Regions from separate parts of the Pan troglodytes genome. Here all the other regions are linked to region 1. The links are chromatin contacts, called in public HiChIP or PLAC-seq maps. All regions are on one chromosome and are shown on one strand. Each heading gives the region's core, a stretch centred on a gene start, on an enhancer-like site or on the middle of the called end of the contact. The rest is flanking DNA. Distances are from core to core; before and after follow the strand shown. Region 1 holds the start of NPL (N-acetylneuraminate pyruvate lyase). Region 2 holds the start of RGS16 (regulator of G protein signaling 16). Region 3 holds the start of RNASEL (ribonuclease L).

Region 1 (3,167 bases), core at 278-2,777:
CATCTAATCCCATCTTAGCATCTGCTTCTTGGTAGACACTAACAAATTATTATAAGGAATTACTTTGCACTACCATATTTATACAAAAAGTAGTTAGTTCATGCATTTAGAATATTGGTTTGTTGGCTGACAATGTTAAGCCTAATGACCTATACCTTTTGGGTATTGACATACTTAATTTTGCACTTATTAAACTGTGACTTTCCAAAAAAAAAAAAACTTTCATTGTACCATTAGGATATAATATTCTTGTTAATATTACAAAAACCAAACCAAAACAAAAAGCCATGCTGCAGCCTTAGGAGAACTTGCTTCATGTAACTAAGGGTTTTTCTTTTTTCTTTTCTTTTTGTTTTTTTTTTGTTTTTTTTTTTTCCTGTAGGATAACATAGTGTTAAAAGCACAAGCTTCTGGACTACTTGAAATCAAACCACAGCTTAACCAGCTCTATGGCTTTTGGCAAATTACTTCAACTCTTTAAACCTGTTTCTGATCTGTAAAATGGAATGATCCTTGCTCATCTGTAATATATATACATTTATAAAACAGGACCCACCAATGGAGTTATTTTATGAATTAAATGTTAAAACGGCTAGAACGGTGCAGGCTGAGTAAGCACTGAACACAGTACTTATTAGCTATTATCTCTGGTGCTCTGTGCAACGAAAGAACTATTAGAATACATTTAAAAGCACTTTGCAAACTGGAAAGCCCTTTGAACAATTTAGTTTCTCTAAATGTAATAATAAGCATCAGCCATCGCCTTTTATGGAAAATTGAGGTGGAATCACATCAGCAAGAGAAAACTGAGGACTTGTCTCTGGCTCTGTTCCTGATTTATTCACACAGTACATGATCCTAGAATAAGACTCCTGATACTCCTGAAAGTAGAGGCGGTTGGGTTAAAAATAATTTTCCCTTTCAAAACTCTTTCAAATGTTCTCCAAAAGAAGCCAGGAAAGCTCCCGTATGAGTAGATAATTCACTTTAAAATTCGCTCATCTCTCTTTAACACGAGAGTCTGCAGGGCTGGTGCAGCGGCGTCAACCCGAAGAGACCTGAACGCCGATGGGCAGTTGGGATTCTCCGTACGCCTCGGAAACAGCAGCCCAAACCTCACAACGCAGAACCACGAGATAGCGGGGATTGCAGAGCCCTGCGCAAGAGAAGGAAAATTAAGACGCAGCGGAGCCCAGGAGGTGCCTGCACGCGGGAAGGACTGGCGTGCAGACGAGGCAGGGGGAGGTTTGCACTCGGCGTGGCGCGGGTGAGCCGCGTGCTCTCGGGCACCCAGCCGCCAGTTCGGATGCTTCCGATCCTCGGGGAGCCGGGGCGCTGCGCCGGAGTCACTTCAGCCCATGTTGTTCAGGTGACACCCGGGGAAGAGCAGACTCCAGTGTGCAAAACGTTTCGGGGTTTCCGGGCCAGCGGTTCCGGGCGCGCCTCGCGGGCGGCGGCGCAGAACTACAACCCCCAGGCTCCCTGGCGTGGCGGCACGTGGGCCCGAGCCGGGCGGCCGCGGATATAAAGCGCGGCGGCGGCTGCCGGGCGGAGCGGCCGCACGGACAATAGCGGAGGCCTGGGTGAGCGCGGCCCGCGACGGCACGGGCTAGGACAGACGGACGCAGACGGCCCGACGACCTGGGCGTTCGGGCGGAGGGGCGCTGGGGCCTGACTCGCGGGTGGGTGAGACGTTGACGGACCCGGAGGAAAGAGGGAAGGCAGATACGCTGGGAAACGGATCTGGGGAAGGTGTGAATGCGAAAAGTGTAGGGACAGACGGGGGCAGAAGAACTTACTCCCCCGGATTGTTTGCCGACAGCATATCTGCCGGGTCTCCAAAGGTCCTTTCCTCAAAATAGAGTTAGCAGTTGAGCAGAAGAGAGCTTAAAGTTAAACCTGATACATCCCCCCTTCACTTGAGGAGAAATTGGTGGTTTTCTGCTTTTTTAAAAATCCCTATTTGTATCTCCTCTTCTCCGAGTACCTGTCCCTCAAGATATTCTCTGCCCAGAGGTACATTCTGCCCCCACTTTCTGTCTCTTAAAAAAACAACTTTGCCATTTTAAAAAGAATTTGACTTAGGCAGCTTTAATTCTTTGCACTAAGTGTTCTTATCTGTGGATGGAGGTATAAGATTTCAAGAGTAATACCCCCTCCCAATGTTTCAGTAATAATCTAAATTCACGTTAAGTCTTAGGCTGGAGAACATTAGAGCCATTCGCTTTAGCTACTAGCTCTGAAAACTTCAAAGCATAACATTCCCAAGTTTATCTAAAACTTGAATCTTAAAAATATTGATAATTATCTGTTATGCTTCAAAGCATAACATTCCCAAGTTTATTAAAAACTTGAATCTTAAAAATACTGATCATTCTCTGTTAAAGTCTTTTTGTTGTTGTTGTTGTTGTTGTTGTTTTTGAGACGGAGTCTCGCTCTTGTCGCCCAGGACGGACTGCAGTGGCGCTATCTCGGCTCACTGCAAGCTCCGCCTCCCAGGTTCACGCCATGCTCCTGCCTCAGCCTCCCGAGTAGCTGGGACTACAGGCGCCCGCCACCACGCCCGGCTAATTTTGTATTTTTAGTAGAGACGGGGTTTGGCCATGTTGTTCAGGCTGGTCTCGAACTCCTGACCTCAGGTATCCGCCCGCCTCGGCCTCCCAAAGTGCTGGGATTACAGGCTTGAGCCACCGCGCCCGGCCAAAGTCGTTTTTATCCCATTTCTTCCTGTAGGCGTTTCAAAGTTTGCAAAGGCAGCAAATTTTACGTAGTGTAGTTATCTGTGCAAAGAAATTTTCCAAGCTGCCATTGCCCCCAGATGGCAGACAGTCTAGGAGAGGAGCCAAAACCACCCTGCTTAATAACTCTGATGTAAGGTTTTTAATGAAAAGCCACTCTTTGGGGGAATTCTGAGGCTTAAGAAATTATTTTCGGCTGGGGTATCAGGAAATCCCCTGGTTTTTAAAATGAGAGGTTTTTTTGTTTTTGTTTTTGTTTTTAAGCTATACCTGCTGGAATGGATAAAGTGAGCTTTAAAAGTTGATCAGACCGAAGAGATTGAAGTGAGAGAACCACAGGAACAAAGGCAAGCAGACAAACAGCGAAAGGTAGGTAGGAGGAACAGCAAACAGTTTGTTCAGCTGGGCAAGTACAGTGCAGGCACGAAG
Region 2 (3,524 bases), core at 184-2,683, 180 kb before region 1:
AAATGGGCCCATCTCACCTTAACACTTCCATTTCCGAAGTAAGAGAGTTACCTAAGAAGCCTGAGTTTCTAAATGTCTTCCTCTTTCCCACCATACCTCCTCCTTGCCTTCTTCACCTTTGTCACAAAAGTCATTTTTCTGAGAGTATCTCGTTTCCATTCACTAAGACTTAGAAACAAGGCTTATTAGAATCTGCATTTTACTGTAATGATTTTCCAAGACCCTGAGAAGCCAGTCAGAATGAAAGATTAGAGGGGGGAAACGTGAGGCCTGGGATTTGCAAATGACTGAAAGGTGATGTTTATATTTCCCGTCCCCTAGTCCTTTGCAAACTGAGGATGGAGCACATTTTTATTTTAGAACTGGAAAGTCAGACAGGCACAGCACCCCAGATGGTGCCTCTATCTCTAGAAGGAAATAAGCACCAGAAGAAATCTAACAGGTGCCACCCCTAATCTGGGAGTAGAGGAGGGATTCTGACCATCGCTCACCACACCATATTCTCTCACCAAGGCAACAGCCAGTGCTGATGTGTAACATCGTGGGCAAGAGGAAAGTATTCTGCTCTTTGGCCTAACTGTTGTGTCAAGAGAACGGGGATATAGAATAGGTGAGGAGAGAACATTGTTTTACTCTCAAATATTGTGTGTGTTTGTGTGTGTGTGTGTGTGTGTGTGTGTGTAGGGGCAGGGAACTGAAAGACCTTCGCAGAGGAGAACCTCTATGAGTGGCCAACCACCCTCATTTCTTGGAAAACTCAACATATCAGACTACCTCTGTTTCCAGAGACATTCAGTGTTCTCTCCTCCATTCCAAAGCTGCCTTTGAGATGTGGATGCTTACTTGGACAGGTCTAAAACGGCCTCAGGGAGGTCTGGAGCCCAAATCTCGGTGCCTAGTGCAGTGTCTAACACAATAGAGACACTCATTAAATAATGAGTGAATGAATCCCACTCCAAACATGGTGAATATCCTTGGAGATTAACTGTCAACCCTGCCTGCCCCAGATCCTCCAGATTGCAGGCATTCTCAGCTAAACTTCAGCCAGTCAGCTTTCTGGAAATGGGTCCCAGGAGGGCTGAATTATGCAGTGAAACTTATTACTCTGCAGCCCTCTTACACTCCCCTCCCCCTGTGGCTTGCAGTCTCCCAGTGCAGAGCAAACTGGAGCAAAATCAGGGAAGGGTCAAGCAGACATCAGTGGCTCCAGAGCCCAGCTAGAGTTGGAAGCAAGACACCAAACACACATGGCACCTATGCCGACTCCACCTACCCCTCTGTAGGCCTTTAGTGTGAAAAGCCCCCAGCTTACCTTGCCTCCTTCCTCTTCCTCTCCTAGGTATTCCAGAGCAGCATGTACTAGGGAGAATCCGGCTCTGTGTCAGACAGTAAGACGATTTCAGCCAGCTTGGAAGGTTGATGTCTGGTCTTCCTCCAGGCCCTGTCTTAGAGAAAAGGAAACTACCATTTTTAGGGCCCTCCATGATCCAACGCTGGACTCAGGGCCTTACAGATGCCACCTGTACAGAAGGGGAAACAGACATCGGTGCGTAAGTAATCTCCCCACAGTGACACACCTAGTAAATGGGAGTGCCAGGCTAGAAACCCAGTTCTATCCACAAGGTCCAACCCCAGGGCTATTCAATGCCTTGTCCCCATGTTCCCTAGCCTCTGAGCATCTCTCCCCCTGGACCTTGGCTGCTACTTCAGGCCATTTCTCCTCCTTGTTCTAGTCAGAAATTTCTAGGTGCTTACCTAGGCCACAGATGAGACACAAGGACCCCAGGAACAGCAAGCCCCAACATGTGAATACCACACACACGTGCAGAGATGTCAGGTCAGAGGCATGGGAGGGGCTTTGTCATCTCCTGGGAGTTAAGGACCTACTTTCTGTGGGGTACCTCCTCCTCCTTTGAGTCACCTTCCAGGAGTCCCCATGTCAACAGGGAGAGTAGGGGGTGGGGGTGGGGCAGTCTGGTGCAGGGGCACAGAAGAAAAACCATTTTATAGGAAAGCAGGGGAGGCTCAACAAAAGCACCAACACTAGCTGTAATGTGGCGACAAGTTGGAAGGGATCATGCCTCTCACAATGTGCTCACAACACCTGAGCAGAGGGAGAAACGTGGTGTGATGTGTGAGCAGCTGGGAGGCTGGGCCGGCAGAGTGGCGGCGGGGGAGAAGGGCCGGAGAAAGCAATGGGAACAGGTGGTCCTTTCACAAGCTCCCAGGCCCTCAGCCTCTGACACAGCAGCTGTCCTAGAAACAGGCCCAGGTGGACAGAGAGAAGAGCACAGCAGGGGGTGCATGATGTTTTTGCAGAGATAGAAATGAGCTCTCCCTAATAGGCCCCACACATTTGAGCAGGGGGGCACACGCGGTGAGCTGTGTGACTGAGCCTGGGTGAGCCACGCCTCCTCCGCCAGCCATCTAGCTGTAGTGCTGCTCCAAATGTGACCACAGGGGAACTTTCTGGATCCAAGTCCCCAGGCGTCCCAAACACCCTGGCTGCAGTAAACACAATGACAGTCACTAACAACTGGTGTGCACACTTCCACTGTGCTCTACATTTATGGCTCTCACAGTCCTCGTCTCATTTAATCCTCACACTAACCTCTGAAGAAGGTCCTCTGACCATTGTTTTACAGATGGGGAAACTGAAGCATAGAGAGGTTAATGGAGGAAGAGATAGAAGGATCGTGCATGATTTGGTACTGGGTCATCTGACTGTCCATGCAGTTAGCTACGCATTCTGCAGACTTCCTCCATCCCCAGCTCCCACAGTTACAAAAAGTTCTTTCCTGCTCTGAGTTCTGAAATACTCACATTCCCAGCTCCAAGAGGATTCCCAAAATGAATATTTACCTTCTCTTACAGTTCAGTCTAGTCTTCACATCTTGGGAGGGGTTAGAGGGGGCAGAGGAAAGGAACTTTAGCTGCCTAGGTGCAGTTTAAAGAGGGTCTAGGTACTGTGGCTCTCAGCAGCCTTTGACCCTGGGGCCACTCTCTTCATCTTATGGAGGACAAGGCCTTTGGTTCCCTGGAGGTTCACTGAAAATCACTGACATGAGGCAGATTGATTAATAGGATAAAAGTCACACAAATTTATTTAATGTGAGTACACATGAGCCTTCAAAATGAAGACCCAAAGACACAGGGGAAATTGTCCATTTTTATGGTTGGGTACAACAAAGTATGGACAGCCATGTAGAAATATGATTGAACAAAAAGGGTATGATCTAATGCTAATAGACTGAGTGGGGAAACCAAGCAAGGCCTGCCTGTCTGGATTCTTCTTGGCCTCTCTGAGCATGCATTCCTCTGTGAACCCAGAAAATCTGAGACAGCTCTCAGTCCAGAAAGTTTATTTTGCCAAGTTTGAGGGCCAGCCTGTGACACAACCTCAGGAAGTCCTGATGATATGTGCCCAAGGTGGCCGGGGCACAGCTTGGTTTTATACATTTTAGGGAGACATGAGACACCAATCAATATATGTAAGAAGTACATTAGCTCTATCCAGAAAGATG
Region 3 (3,264 bases), core at 80-2,579, 200 kb before region 1:
GCATTCGATAAATACATGAGACATTTAACACTTTATTATAAAATAAGCTTTGAGCTAGATGATTTTGCCCAACTGTAGCCTAATGTAAGTGTTCTGAGCACATTTAAGGTAAGCTAGGATAAGCTATGACGTTCAGCAGATTAGGTGTATTAAATGTGCTTTTGACCTACAATATTTTCAATTTAGGAAGGGTTTATCTGTATGTAACCCCATCATAAGTCAAGGAGTATCTGCAGTAGTGAAAAGAGCTTGTACTCTAACCTTAGGGAGATCTAAGTTTGAGCTTGTGGCTGTGTAATTTTTTACTATTACTTCCTGTAACCTTGGATTGTTGAATCTCAATTTTCTATTTCCTGAAATGGAGACAAAAATAAATACAGTCGTGTGTAAAGTACATTAAAGTATGGAGTGTTGCAAATATTAGCCGCTCAATGAATGTTAGAGCTAATTATATCCCTTTATGAAAAAATAAATTGCTTAGTGAATTCTATTCTCCCTACACATGTGCATATAGCTACTACACGAATAGGCAACTGGCAGCTATCAATTTCGTCCAACTGTCAATCAGATCTGAGAATTACAGATCCAGTTCAATCATCAGACAGCCCGAAACTGTTACCTGAATATTTAAATTACTGCATCTGCTATAGAATTCACGAAGCAACCCTTTTTCAGCAATCTCACCACTCTGACAGTTTCAAAGCCTCAGAGGTTAATTGATTAGCCTCTTAGAAGTTTAATTAATTGTGCAACACATACACGATCACCAGGCAATGAAATCTTTGAACCAAAGTGTTTGTGTAGACCGTCCCCATTACAATCAGATGTGAGGTGGGCTGGTATAAACAAAGGAGCCGGGAAGGAGAGGAAATATCAAGGAAGCCCTGAGTGACGCATCAGAGTCGAGAAGAGACGAGCCTGCGGAAGTACTCCAACAGACAATCCTGCTTTCAATTTCACTTTCTCTGTGCGACCTGAGTAAGTCGCAAAGAGATGCCTGAGAAACTGAGGACATGGATAAATGACGTGTGGACTCTGACAGAACTCTGGAAGGGCACTGAGGAAGATCCTTCCGGGCAGCCAAGGGCTGGGAGCTCCCCTCCCACTTCCCAAGTCCTCCAGCCCCTGGCCTCTCCAGTCTCCAAAGCCCAAGAATTCTTCAGGATCGACTTATCGAGGTTTTCTAGCTTTCCTCCTTCTGCCTGCCTTACCTGCTCAACTCAGACGTCTCAATTATTCCTTTGGCAGCCGCAAAGCCTGGAAGACTGCTTGCAGCCCGAGCAGTTTCCTCCTGCTGCGTCACTGAGCCAGCAGGGCGGAGCCAAGAAAGGAGTGAGGAGTGTGGGAGGGAAAGCAGCCACAGGCTCACTCTGGCACCAGGAGCAAAGCTTCTACTTGCACACCTTCTGGAGGAAAGCAATAGCCACTTTCTGTCTGCTGATGAGGAATGTGATGCCCGGGGTCATGTCACTCACCTCTCAGTCTTGCAGCCTTTCAGGTGGCAGCAGCCAACTGCATCCATCACTCTTGCGTCCTTTCTTTTGTCATTGCAAATTCTGGTCTTCTTGGAAGAAAGGAATGGAAAGTAAACACATATTGAGCACCTATTGTGTTCCAGACACAATGCTTTACGTGCAGCATGGTCCCAGTTAACCCCTGACAATCTTGTTGATTATGAAACGCAGGCTCATAGAAGCTAAGTAAGCCCAAAGCCCAAGCCCTGTCACCTGTCTCAGCTCACTCAACTCACAGCTCTGAGGCAGTGCGGCCTTCTCAGGAGGGTACCGGACTGGCAGTCTGGAGACCTGATCCTACAGCCAGCTCTGTGGCTGCTTAGCTGAGTGACCTCAGGCATGTGATTTAACCATGTAGGGCCTCAGTTCTCTCCTATAACTTGGTTTTGAAGGTTCCTTTCTGCTCTACAAGTTCTGTTCTTGACTATCTTCCTAGCAATGAGCTGTGTACTGTGTACTTAGTGCTGTAGTGGAAAGTATTTCCATCCCCAAAGAATACCCAGTCTTGCTGGGGAGACAAAGCCCTGGGACTTGTGAACAACAAGTAGTGCATGGTCACTTGACGACCACCTGTGTCACACCATCCAGACCCGGGGCCTCTACCACCCCTTATACACCAGGGATTCCCAGGCCTCGCTCTCTAACCCCAGCCTCTCTGCTGAGCTTTAGACCTACAAATCTTGAATATGTGTCAAATGGAAATACTCATCTTTTCCTAAATCTGCCCCTCCTCCCACTTATTCCATCTCCACAGATGGCACCATCACCCGGAGGCCACCCCTCATCCTCATCCCAACACCAAGTCTCTTGCTTTCATCTGCAAAGGGATGACCAGTCGAGTCCTTGTCATCATTTATAGCAAGAAACTGATGACTTGCTTCCTAGCCCTTCATCCATTGTTCCACCCTGCATCATTGACCCACCATCATTTTCAGGACAAAGTTCAAAAATCCTTAACCCATTATTCATTTAATTAATACTTGTTGGACAGGCGCGGTGGCTCACACCTGTAATCCCAGCACTTTGGGAGGCCGAGGCAGGCAGATCACCTGAGTTCAGGAGTTCAAGACCAGCCTGGCCAACATGGTGAAACCGCGTCTCTACTAAAAATACAAAAAGTAGCCAGGTGTGGTGTTGTGCACCTGTAATCCCAGCTACTCGGGAGGCTGAGGCAGGAGAATTGCTTGAACCCGGGAGGTGGAGGTTGAAGTGAGCCAACATAGTACCACTACACTCCAGCCTGGATGACAGAGCAAGACTCTGTCTCAAAAAAAAAAAAAACAAACTTATTGAGCACTGACTATGTTACCAGTGCCTATTCTGCATATCTGGCATAGAGTGATTTACCATACCAGTTCCTCACGGAGTTCTTCTCGAAGCTTGCATCTTAATAGGCAGAAATAGATCATAAACAGTCGAAAAACCCAACATATCATGATTTCAGGTTATAATACAGTCCCTGCCTGTCCCTACTCCTCATGGGCATCATCAGTGCTAGCCTCCAGTTCCTCGTCACATTATGTCATATGCTTCTACCTCTATATCTTGACCTATGCTGCCTTGCTACCAGAACTAATGATATTAGTAAGAGTGATGAAAATGTGGATGATTCTGTTAATAATGACAAACATTTACATAGCTCTTTAATATGGTCCAGGAACTGTTCTGAACACTTTATATATGTATTAAATTATTTAATCTTATCCTTATGATGTATGTACTATTTTTGTCTCCGTTTTGCAGATAAGAA

The links. HiChIP or PLAC-seq counts read pairs in DNA pulled down with a chosen protein or histone mark.
Region 2: a contact with region 1 is called in an H3K4me3 HiChIP or PLAC-seq map of stem cell-derived excitatory neurons, with 8 times the contacts expected there. The contact joins the promoter of RGS16 here to the promoter of NPL in region 1. A contact is called at or near these places in 6 of 7 Hi-C or Micro-C datasets (blood, induced pluripotent stem cells, a lymphoblastoid cell line and 1 more), 1 of 1 datasets of contacts at active chromatin or transcription factors (stem cell-derived excitatory neurons) and 1 of 1 other capture datasets (stem cell-derived neural stem cells).
Region 3: an H3K4me3 HiChIP or PLAC-seq map of stem cell-derived excitatory neurons shows a contact between it and region 1, with 5 times the contacts expected there. The contact joins the promoter of RNASEL here to the promoter of NPL in region 1. A contact is called at or near these places in 7 of 7 Hi-C or Micro-C datasets (blood, induced pluripotent stem cells, a lymphoblastoid cell line and 2 more), 1 of 1 datasets of contacts at active chromatin or transcription factors (stem cell-derived excitatory neurons) and 1 of 1 other capture datasets (stem cell-derived neural stem cells).

Annotation. Positions count from the first base shown.
Region 1 is chr1:66,318,165-66,321,331 of NHGRI_mPanTro3-v2.0_pri, reverse strand. It overlaps NPL (N-acetylneuraminate pyruvate lyase), which reads left to right and starts at 1,527. Exons shown (of 14, transcript NM_001246492.1): 1 at 1,527-1,583; 2 at 3,003-3,107.
Region 2 is chr1:66,493,836-66,497,359 of NHGRI_mPanTro3-v2.0_pri, reverse strand. RGS16 (regulator of G protein signaling 16) reads right to left here and starts at 1,433. Exons shown (of 6, transcript XM_003308627.7): 1 at 1,313-1,433.
Region 3 is chr1:66,515,710-66,518,973 of NHGRI_mPanTro3-v2.0_pri, reverse strand. RNASEL (ribonuclease L) reads right to left here and starts at 1,329. Exons shown (of 7, transcript XM_524990.5): 1 at 1,212-1,329.